Linked DNA regions of Sus scrofa: regions 1 and 3 are each linked to region 2. Evidence: chromatin contacts called from public HiChIP or PLAC-seq data. All regions are on one chromosome and are shown on one strand. Each heading gives the region's core, a stretch centred on a gene start, on an enhancer-like site or on the middle of the called end of the contact. The rest is flanking DNA. Distances are from core to core; before and after follow the strand shown. Region 1 has its middle 210 kb from the start of LRIG1. Region 2 overlaps LRIG1 (leucine-rich repeats and immunoglobulin-like domains protein 1). Region 3 overlaps SLC25A26 (S-adenosylmethionine mitochondrial carrier protein).

Region 1 (2,888 bases), core at 286-2,785, 250 kb before region 2:
AAGGCCAGATAGTGAATGTTCTCAGCTTTGCAGGCCATACGGTCATTATCAAAAGTACTCCCACTCCTGCTGTCATAGTATTAAAGCAACCAGAGACAGTCTGTAAACACATGACCATGACTGCCTTCCAATAAAACATATTTATAAAAAGAGGTTATGGGCCAGACTTAGTCTTTAGACCATAGTTTGCTGACTCCTGCTTTGGACCAATATTCTCTATTTTGGTCACCCCAGACCCTGAACTATTTATATCACCAGCTAATATCATATTCTTTGTGTTCAAGAAGAATTTAGTTTGTCTTTTCAATAGAGTGGATTTGTGTTGGATGTTTTGAATCTGTGAGTTAGTCCAGGAAATAGTCCTACCATAAAAATATCAGAGGAAAATTCTCTCTTGCCTTCTGACATTTTCCCCCCTTGGGAGATCTTCTGAACATGGCTACAAATTGCCTAGTTCGACTTGTAACTCTAGTTTTAATCCTATCTTTCAGCAAATTCCCCAAGCACCAATAAACCTTCATCTTTCACACAGTAGAGGGGCCCCTGGTTTTTTTTTCCAACACACTGGATGAGCAAAGACAAGTCAGTTTATCAATGTATATACTACAGAGTAACTTGCTACTCGTGCTCCATGAATATTAGATGAATGGAAAAGTGAGCAAGTGAAGAGAGGAAAGAAGGAAGGAGCAAGGAGGGAGAGAGGAAGGAGGAAAGTTATGGGGCCTCCTTGAGTCTGTGTTTTAATGTGTTTGCCACACTGATATTTCTTATTCTTTTACTGGCAGATGTGTAGTCAAGGGCTTTCGGGATACATGTTTGGTTTGTAACATTTAACAGAAATAGACTCACAAATAGAGAAAACAACCTTATAGTTACTGAAGGGGAAAGGGTGTGAAGGGATAAATTAGGAAGTTGGGATTAACAAATACATACCACTGTATAACTAACTAACAAGGACCTACTGTATAGCACAGGGAACTATATTCAATACCTAGTAATAATCTGTAATGGAAAAGAATCTGAAAAATTACATATGTATAACTGAATCACTTTGCTGTATACTTGAAACATTGTATACTTCTATTTTAAAAAATTGACTCATCAGTAAGGAGAGAATTACTCATTTATTCAACACAGACTTATTCAGGAGTGACACTGTGCCATGATTTGGGGACACAATGATGAACAAACTAGTTGAAAATCCCTGCCCTCGTGGAGCTTATTTTCTACTGGCAAAGGCAGCCAGTAAACAAGTCAATACCTAATAAGGTGCCCAGGCTCACTCCACAACTATCAGCAATTGCCTTTGCTCCTCTCATTAATTATTTGCTGAAGGAGTCCTTAAAGCCCTCTTTTCCTCTGCTTCCCTCCTGCAGAATGGATCTGTATGGTGGTCATGGGGTAAAGTTGAGGCCATAAAAAAGTGAGGACTGGGATGGACTCCCAGCTTCCGTGAATAGCTCTCTTGCTCTGGCACCAGGCTGGGAGAAAGGAGGTGCTTCTTTTCCAGCAATGTGAACTTTCCCAGGCTGGCAGCTCTCAGGCAACTATAAAATGCTGGTGACAGCTTCAGTAACTAGAGCCAGGGGGCTGTCCTTGACAACTTGAAACTCGTGCCATCTCAGAGGCCCTATCAATAACAACACTGCAAACAGGGCCAGTGCCTGTGGCAATGACAGTCCCCAGAACATCTGTTTTTTCTCTCCCCCAAGCCCCGTGGTCTAGAGCCCACGCCTAGAGCCTGAGCCCCTCAGGGGATAAACAGAAAAGGGGATTAGCCGCCAACCCCTAGAGAAACAACCAAGGAGGTTTGCTGCCGCGCTAGCCAGGCCAACCCATGCTTGTCCAGACAAAGCCTGTCTCTGCTGCGAAGTCTCCAAGGCAAACTACCTGTGTTAGGAGACCGGAGGAGACCTAGGGAGCAGACTTCATCCCAGCCTCCACCACAAGGGCAAGGACAGCATGCCTGTTACCCCAGGAAAGCCAAGCTGGTTCCAAGAGCTGAGACATATTTCATGGGTACACCTGAAGCATCAGATATTCATGAGCTGTCTGATAAATGATCACAAAGGGGACTACGAAAGGGAACGGTCTAACACAGCCATGTCTTCTCAAGAGAAGGCACAGCTCTGAGGACCAACCTCAGGCCATTTCATTTCCTGCTGATCATCATACCTTTCCCCTCTGCAGAGCTCTGTGCTTTCCAGAACACTCCCATTTTTAAAAACAAAAATGTTACCACTTGTTGAGGGTTTACTCTGTGTCAAGTAATGTACTAAGCACTTTACATCTATTATCTTATTTAATCCACTTGACCACTCTGTAAGAGAGCATTACCATTAAACACATTTTTCATATGAGGAAACTAATGCTTGGGGAGGTTGAATAAACATACAGAAGGTCAAGATAGCAGGGGTTGGAGCTGGGATTTAAACCTGGTCATCTGATTTCATCACAAGATGCTACCTTTTATTTCTATTGTTTCGTTTATTCCTTACCACAGCTTTATAGGATAAACAGATGGTGAATTATTTTCCTGATTTTGTGGTTAAGAAATCTGCTGTCCAATACATAGCCACCAGCCCTGTGTGGCTATTTAAATTTGAATGAATTAAAATTAATTAATAAAAATCTCGGCATTCCCATTATGGCTCAGTGGTTAACGAATCTGACTAAGAACCGTGAGGTTGCGGGTTCGATCCCTGGACTTTCTCAGTGGCTTAAGAATCCTGTGCTGTGGTGAGCTGTGGTATAGGTTCCAGGCGCAGCTCGGATCCTGCGTTGCTGTGGCTCTGGCATAGGCTGGCAGCTACAGCTCCGATTACACCCCTAGCCTGGGAACCTCCATATGCCACGGGTGCAGCCCTAGAAAAGGCAAAAAGGCAAAA
Region 2 (2,782 bases), core at 132-2,631:
ACAGCTCTGATTGGACCCTTAGCCTGGGAACCTCCATATGCCAATGGTGTGGCCCTAAAAAGACAAAAAGACCAAAGGAAAAAAGGAAAACAAGTAGAACTGATGTTCCAACCCTTGGCCTAACTTGGATGGCCTATTAATGGCATCTCACTTTGTGTTTGGAAACAACCAAAGTGTCTAGGAGTAGCAGATTGGCTGAATAAATTACGGAGGAGCACTCGGTTGCTTGTTAAAAGAATTAGGGAGGAGTTCCCATTGTGGCTCAGTGGGTTAAGAACCCAGTATAGTGTCCATGAGGATGAGGGTTTGATCCCTGGTCTTGCTCAGTGGGTTAAGGATCTGGTGTTGCTGCAGGCTGCAGTGTAGGTCACAGACACTGCTTGGATCCAGCATTGCTGTGGCTGTGGTGTCAACCTGCAGCTGTGGCTCCAATTCAACCCCTAGCCTGGGAAATTCCATACACCACAGGTGCAGCTGTAAAAAGAAAAGAAAAAAAAAGGGGGGGGGAGCTCTCCAAGATCTATTACTAGTGGGGAAATGGGACAGAACAGTCTGTATAACACACAAGCATCTGTGTGAAAGAAAAACACGTGTCCATCTCTAGCAGCCAACAGCAGGAGCTTCCTCTTGGAGGCAGAAGGGCAAGGAAGCTGTATGTTTATATATATATATATATATATATATATATATGTATTCCTGGTGTGTGTTTTGAGAAATCATTTGAAAATTGTACTGCGTGCTTAAATCAGCTTTTAAGTAAATAAATATAGCCCAACATTAAAAAAAAAACACACACATGTACCCAAGCGCTCTAACTCAAATGACTCCATGAGTTTGTTTTTCATTGTTTGTTGATGCCTCATTTGACTGAGACAATCATAATAATGAAAGTCCTCTGAAATATCCTAACCTTTTACATCTTGCAAAATGGAAATATGTCCTTTAACCAAGTCAAATAAATGGAGGCTGAGAAGGTTGGGAAAGGCCCACCTCCAGGTTCTGACCCAGGAGGGGGAGGTGGGTAGGGAGGCAGGGAGTCAGTCCATGCAGCCCTATGTGCCTTTTTCACACCTTTTCCAGCTCCAGGGTTGGGCCACTATTCATGTCTGCAGCTTCTCCACTGTTTCTTGGTCCTGAATCATCAGGAAAGGGTTCAGTTATAGAAGCCATATGTTTTAGGAGGATTTTTAGGGCCTTGGATAGAAGCACATCTCAGGGTAGGGAGAGGAGTGTCAAGGGGGGAAGATGAAGAGCCCAAGAGTCAGAAGATTTCATCAAACGCTGTCCTAAATTTCAACAGCGTCCTTGTGTGTGGAGACTGTGCTGAGCTTCCCGAAGGCCCTTCCCTGCCCGGCTCTGGCAGTGCTATTTTTGACCGGTCTCTATTTCAGTCTGGCAAGTTGGTCTCAGTGCGAGTGGGCCTCCATTGCCTTTTGAGGATAGTGTTCTCATTTCAGCAGGGGACAGAGCGAACAAGGAGAGAGCCAGTGGTGGTGGAGCTAAGTCTTAGATTTACTAGAGGTTCTTTTTAAATAGAAATGATTGAGCACTAAGCTGGCCTGGCAGATCTCCTCCGGGCTTCAACTCTCCTTTTCATAAACCAAGCAGCCCTGTGGAGCTCAAAGCCTGCCCTTTCTGCCTCCGGGCTGCTGATCCAGACATAAAATGCTGTTACCTTTAGCCCTGGTCAGAGGCCGCTCTACACTCTGCTCCCAGCGTTTTTGTCAAGATTTGAAATGTTGTCATGATGTCCCTTTTCCTTGCTCATTTCTTATTCCATGAAATTGGGTGTAGCAATCTGTCGTGTGTGCAGTAGGGGTGACCTGAGACCAAGCTCGTTCAGCCAAAGTTGCCTTGCAGAGAAGTCCCTACTGTTTATCTCTGGTTTAAGATCAAGTCGGATCCCAAGCAACTGAAACACAGCTACCATGTTATCTAAGGGCTTAGGAGTTTCCGCCTGCTGGCTTTTCTGCTTGTGGCTTTCCTTGAGTTGCAGTTGTGCTTTGTTCAGCCCTTGGCTGTATCACTCTCTTTCTGTGTCACCCTGGGATTGTGACTTAAACTGAGACTTGACTTAAAAAACTTACCTATAAGGTAGGGAACAGTGCTAGTGTCTGGGTCCTAATTTAGAGTTGTAATGATGCAGCTATGTAATGCATGGAAAGTTGCTGCTGCAGCTACAGAGAAATAGAAATCATGGTTAAGAACCTAGAGTTGGGTGTAGCCCCTCCCCTCGCCCCAGGGTCACTGCCACTTACAACTGGTGACCTTGGTCAAAGGACGTAACCTCTGAGTGATTCAGTTTTCTCATTGGTACGATGGACATGTTCATAGGGCCTATCTATAGGGCTCTGAAGATGGGTTAATATATTGAAGAGGTCTTAGAGCCGTGACTGGCACATGATAAGCCCTAACTAAGTAAATTAGCTACCACTATTATTATTATGACCCCAACGTCTGTGTTTTGGACTAAATCTCTAAGAAATGAAGAGTTCTTAAGCAAGCTGGCTTCTTGGCAACAGGCCCTGACCTTAGTTTTCCTTGCTCTGATAAGATCTGAGGGTCTCTGCTAGTAATATGTACATTTATGGTGCTATGAAAATTTATTAGTAGAGATTCAGACTGTTGGAGGATTTTCAGCATCCCTGTTAGATGGGAAAATGGATCACAGAGGGGGTAGAGAGATAAAAGGTGAAGCAGAAGCAATCTGATTTAGGGGGCCGTCAGATAAGAGACTGTTAAAGTAATTAATTGTCTACTTCAGCACACAAACAAGGGCCCT
Region 3 (2,769 bases), core at 59-2,558, 150 kb after region 2:
TTAATTATCTGTGTTGGAGTTCCTGTTGTGGCTCATTGGGTTAAGCACCTGACATAGTGTCTGTGAAGATAAGGGTTTGATCCCTAGCCTCACTCAGTGGGTTAAGGATCTGATGTTGCCGCAAGCTGCCACATAAATGCAGTTCAGATTCAGTGTTGCTGTGGCTGTGGCATGGGCTGCAGTTGGAGCTCTTACTCAATCCCTAGCCCGGGAACTTCCATATGCTGTGGGTGCAGAACTAAAAAAATAAATAAATAAAATGAAATAAAAGAATAGATTATCTGTGCTAAAATAAAGACTCTAGGCGTATCCTTCACACTTCTGACTTAGGGAGGGCCTGAAAATTTGCATCTAAATTTAATTCCCAAGGGATGCTGATGCCCTTGGTCCATGGATCACACTTTGAGAACTGCAGGTATAAGCCGATATATATAACCTGTTTGGAGAATCCCATTATCTTCCCAAGGTTGGATTACAGGCTGGCATTAATTTATAATAAGTTTCTTTTTTTCCCAAAAAAACTGTTTCTATTTCACTAGTTTACTTTTTTTCTTTTTTTTTTTAGATGAGTTACATACATTTTAAAGACCATGACAACTGGGATAAAAAACGGCCAATGTTAATATTGAAAAGAACTAGAGGGTCTAACAATAACTTATGTAAAATATTTTTAAAGGCAACAATTTTTTTTTAAATTGTTGAACTCAGCATTTTAAAACAAAGTTTAAAGCTTTATAAACAATTTTCTTCAATTTACTTTTAAACATTCAAGTGGTTTATACCACGACATACCTACTAGGATGGTTATAATCAAAACCGGAAACTAACAAGTATTGAGAGGAATCGGAACCCTCATATGGTTCTGGTGGTAATGTAAAACAGTGGAGCCACTGTAAGAAAGTACTGAGGTTCCCCAAAAAGCTTACCATAGAATTACTATATAACCAGGAATTCCACTCCTAGGTGTATACACAAGACTGGAAAGCAGAGTTTCCAACAGATAACTGCATACTAACGTTCACTGCACACCACTGTCTAAGTGTTCATGTCCCCTCAATGTTCACACACTGGCAGCCTAACGCCCACTGTGATGGTTTTAGATGGTGCCTCTGGGAGGTGATTAGGTCATGAGGGTGGAGTCCTGGTAAATGGGATTAGTGTGCCCTTATAAAAGAGACTCCACAGAGCTCCCTAGCTCCTTTCACCAGGTGAAGTGACACTGACAAACCTGCAGGGCAGAAGAGGGCCCTCACTTGACCACACTGGCACCCCGATCTCAGATTTCCAGCTGTCAGAACTGTAATAAATCTCTGCTGTTTGTAAGCCACCCAGTCTGTGACATTTTGTTACACAGTCCAAATGGACTAAGGCACTGTAGTATTATTTATAACAGCCAAAGAGAAGGAAGCAACACAAATGTCCATCAACAGATGACTGGATTAACAAAATGAGGTACATACTTACATGGGATATTATTTAGCCATAAAAAGGAATGAAGTTCTGATACAAACTACAATATGGCTAAACCATGAAAATGCCATACTTAAGTAAAATAAGCCAGACACAGAAGGACAAATGTTTTATAATCTACTTACATGAACGGTCAAGAAGGGGCGAACTCACAGAGACAGAAAGGAAATGAGAGGTTACTGGGGGTTGGGGCGTGGGTGAAATGGGGAGTTACTGCTTCATGGCTACAGAGTTTATGTTTGGGGTAATTGAAAAAGTTTTTGAAACAGACGGTGGTGATTGTACAACACAATGAATGTAATTAATGCTACTGAATTTTAGACTTAAAATGGTTAAAAAGCAAATTTTATTTTATATAAATGTCACTGCCAAAAGAAAGGTGAAGTAGTTTAATCTCAATTATTTGTTCCAAAATCTGACTGAAGACTGAATTGCTGATGTCAGTACTCTGACTTCAGTTTAGCTGAGCCCTGAAATGATAAAGACATGTCATATTGGTCCTGTTTTGTCTATGGTATTTATATGCTTACAAAGACAACCTACTTAACAGGAGTGTAGGCAACAGTTTTAAACAAATTTAGTCAAATCATCTGCAAAACAAAGTAACAGGAACAGGTGACTAATCAGAAACCAAAAAGGTACAAGAATGCTAGATAAGTAGAGTCTTATGTCAACGAGAAATTTTCTGATTTTATCTTCTCCCAATCTTATGAAAAATAAACTGTCTACTGAAGGCACATTGAATATAAACAGACTGGCATATCAGTCATATATCAGAATAATATCTCTGTCCATAATATTTATTTGCTGAGCCATAGTATGAATTTCCAGTTGCATTTGGTCTTGCTTGCTTCTGGCACCCCTCAATGTTCAAAATTTTTGGTACTTAAAAAGTTACTTTAGACTCAAATTATATAGAGGGTCCTACTACAGAGGAAATCTGTAATAAGATGTACATCTGATATACTTTCCTACTTCACTGATTTTACAATCTCTAACCTATTTTAAATGATGCAGACACTTGATTTCCAACCTCAAAACTGTAAGTTCCTTGAAGTTGGCTGTGACTCTGCCTTCATTCCTTGCATCCATAGCCTCTGGCATATACAGATTATATCAGTGTTAAGTGAAAGTTTACATGGGGGGGAGAGTGGGGTGAGGGTCAAGCAAATAATGAATCTAAAAATCCTTCTATCCTTAAGACACAAACTCGGTGTCTTAGTATCAAGTTCTAACCAGGAGTTCAACTGTTTACACCACTAATTAAATTATCCCAATCATGTTACCGTTAGGGAATCA

Evidence for each region. HiChIP or PLAC-seq counts read pairs in DNA pulled down with a chosen protein or histone mark.
Region 1: an H3K27ac HiChIP or PLAC-seq map of skeletal muscle shows a contact between it and region 2. The contact joins two enhancer-like sites. A contact is called at or near these places in 3 of 47 Hi-C or Micro-C datasets (epiblast stem cells and skeletal muscle) and 1 of 2 datasets of contacts at active chromatin or transcription factors (skeletal muscle).
Region 3: a contact with region 2 is called in an H3K27ac HiChIP or PLAC-seq map of skeletal muscle. The contact joins two enhancer-like sites. A contact is called at or near these places in 3 of 47 Hi-C or Micro-C datasets (heart right ventricle and skeletal muscle) and 1 of 2 datasets of contacts at active chromatin or transcription factors (skeletal muscle).

The regions. Positions count from the first base shown.
Region 1 is chr13:48,231,123-48,234,010 of Sscrofa11.1, reverse strand. No RefSeq gene overlaps it. Among named protein-coding and RNA genes, the nearest start is that of LRIG1, 210 kb to the right of the region's middle. Within about 2 kb of position 1,535, at least 12 of the 83 cell types and tissues checked have an H3K27ac peak or open chromatin away from gene starts, as enhancers often do. A contact at or near this core is called in skeletal muscle, where this site is marked.
Region 2 is chr13:47,977,265-47,980,046 of Sscrofa11.1, reverse strand. All of the region lies in intron 2 of LRIG1 (leucine-rich repeats and immunoglobulin-like domains protein 1), which reads left to right. Among named protein-coding and RNA genes, the nearest start is that of LRIG1, 49 kb to the left of the region's middle. Within about 2 kb of position 1,381, at least 12 of the 83 cell types and tissues checked have an H3K27ac peak or open chromatin away from gene starts, as enhancers often do. A contact at or near this core is called in skeletal muscle, where this site is marked.
Region 3 is chr13:47,830,135-47,832,903 of Sscrofa11.1, reverse strand. All of the region lies in intron 5 of SLC25A26 (S-adenosylmethionine mitochondrial carrier protein), which reads right to left. Among named protein-coding and RNA genes, the nearest start is that of SLC25A26, 88 kb to the right of the region's middle. Within about 2 kb of position 1,308, at least 2 of the 83 cell types and tissues checked have an H3K27ac peak or open chromatin away from gene starts, as enhancers often do. A contact at or near this core is called in skeletal muscle, where this site is marked.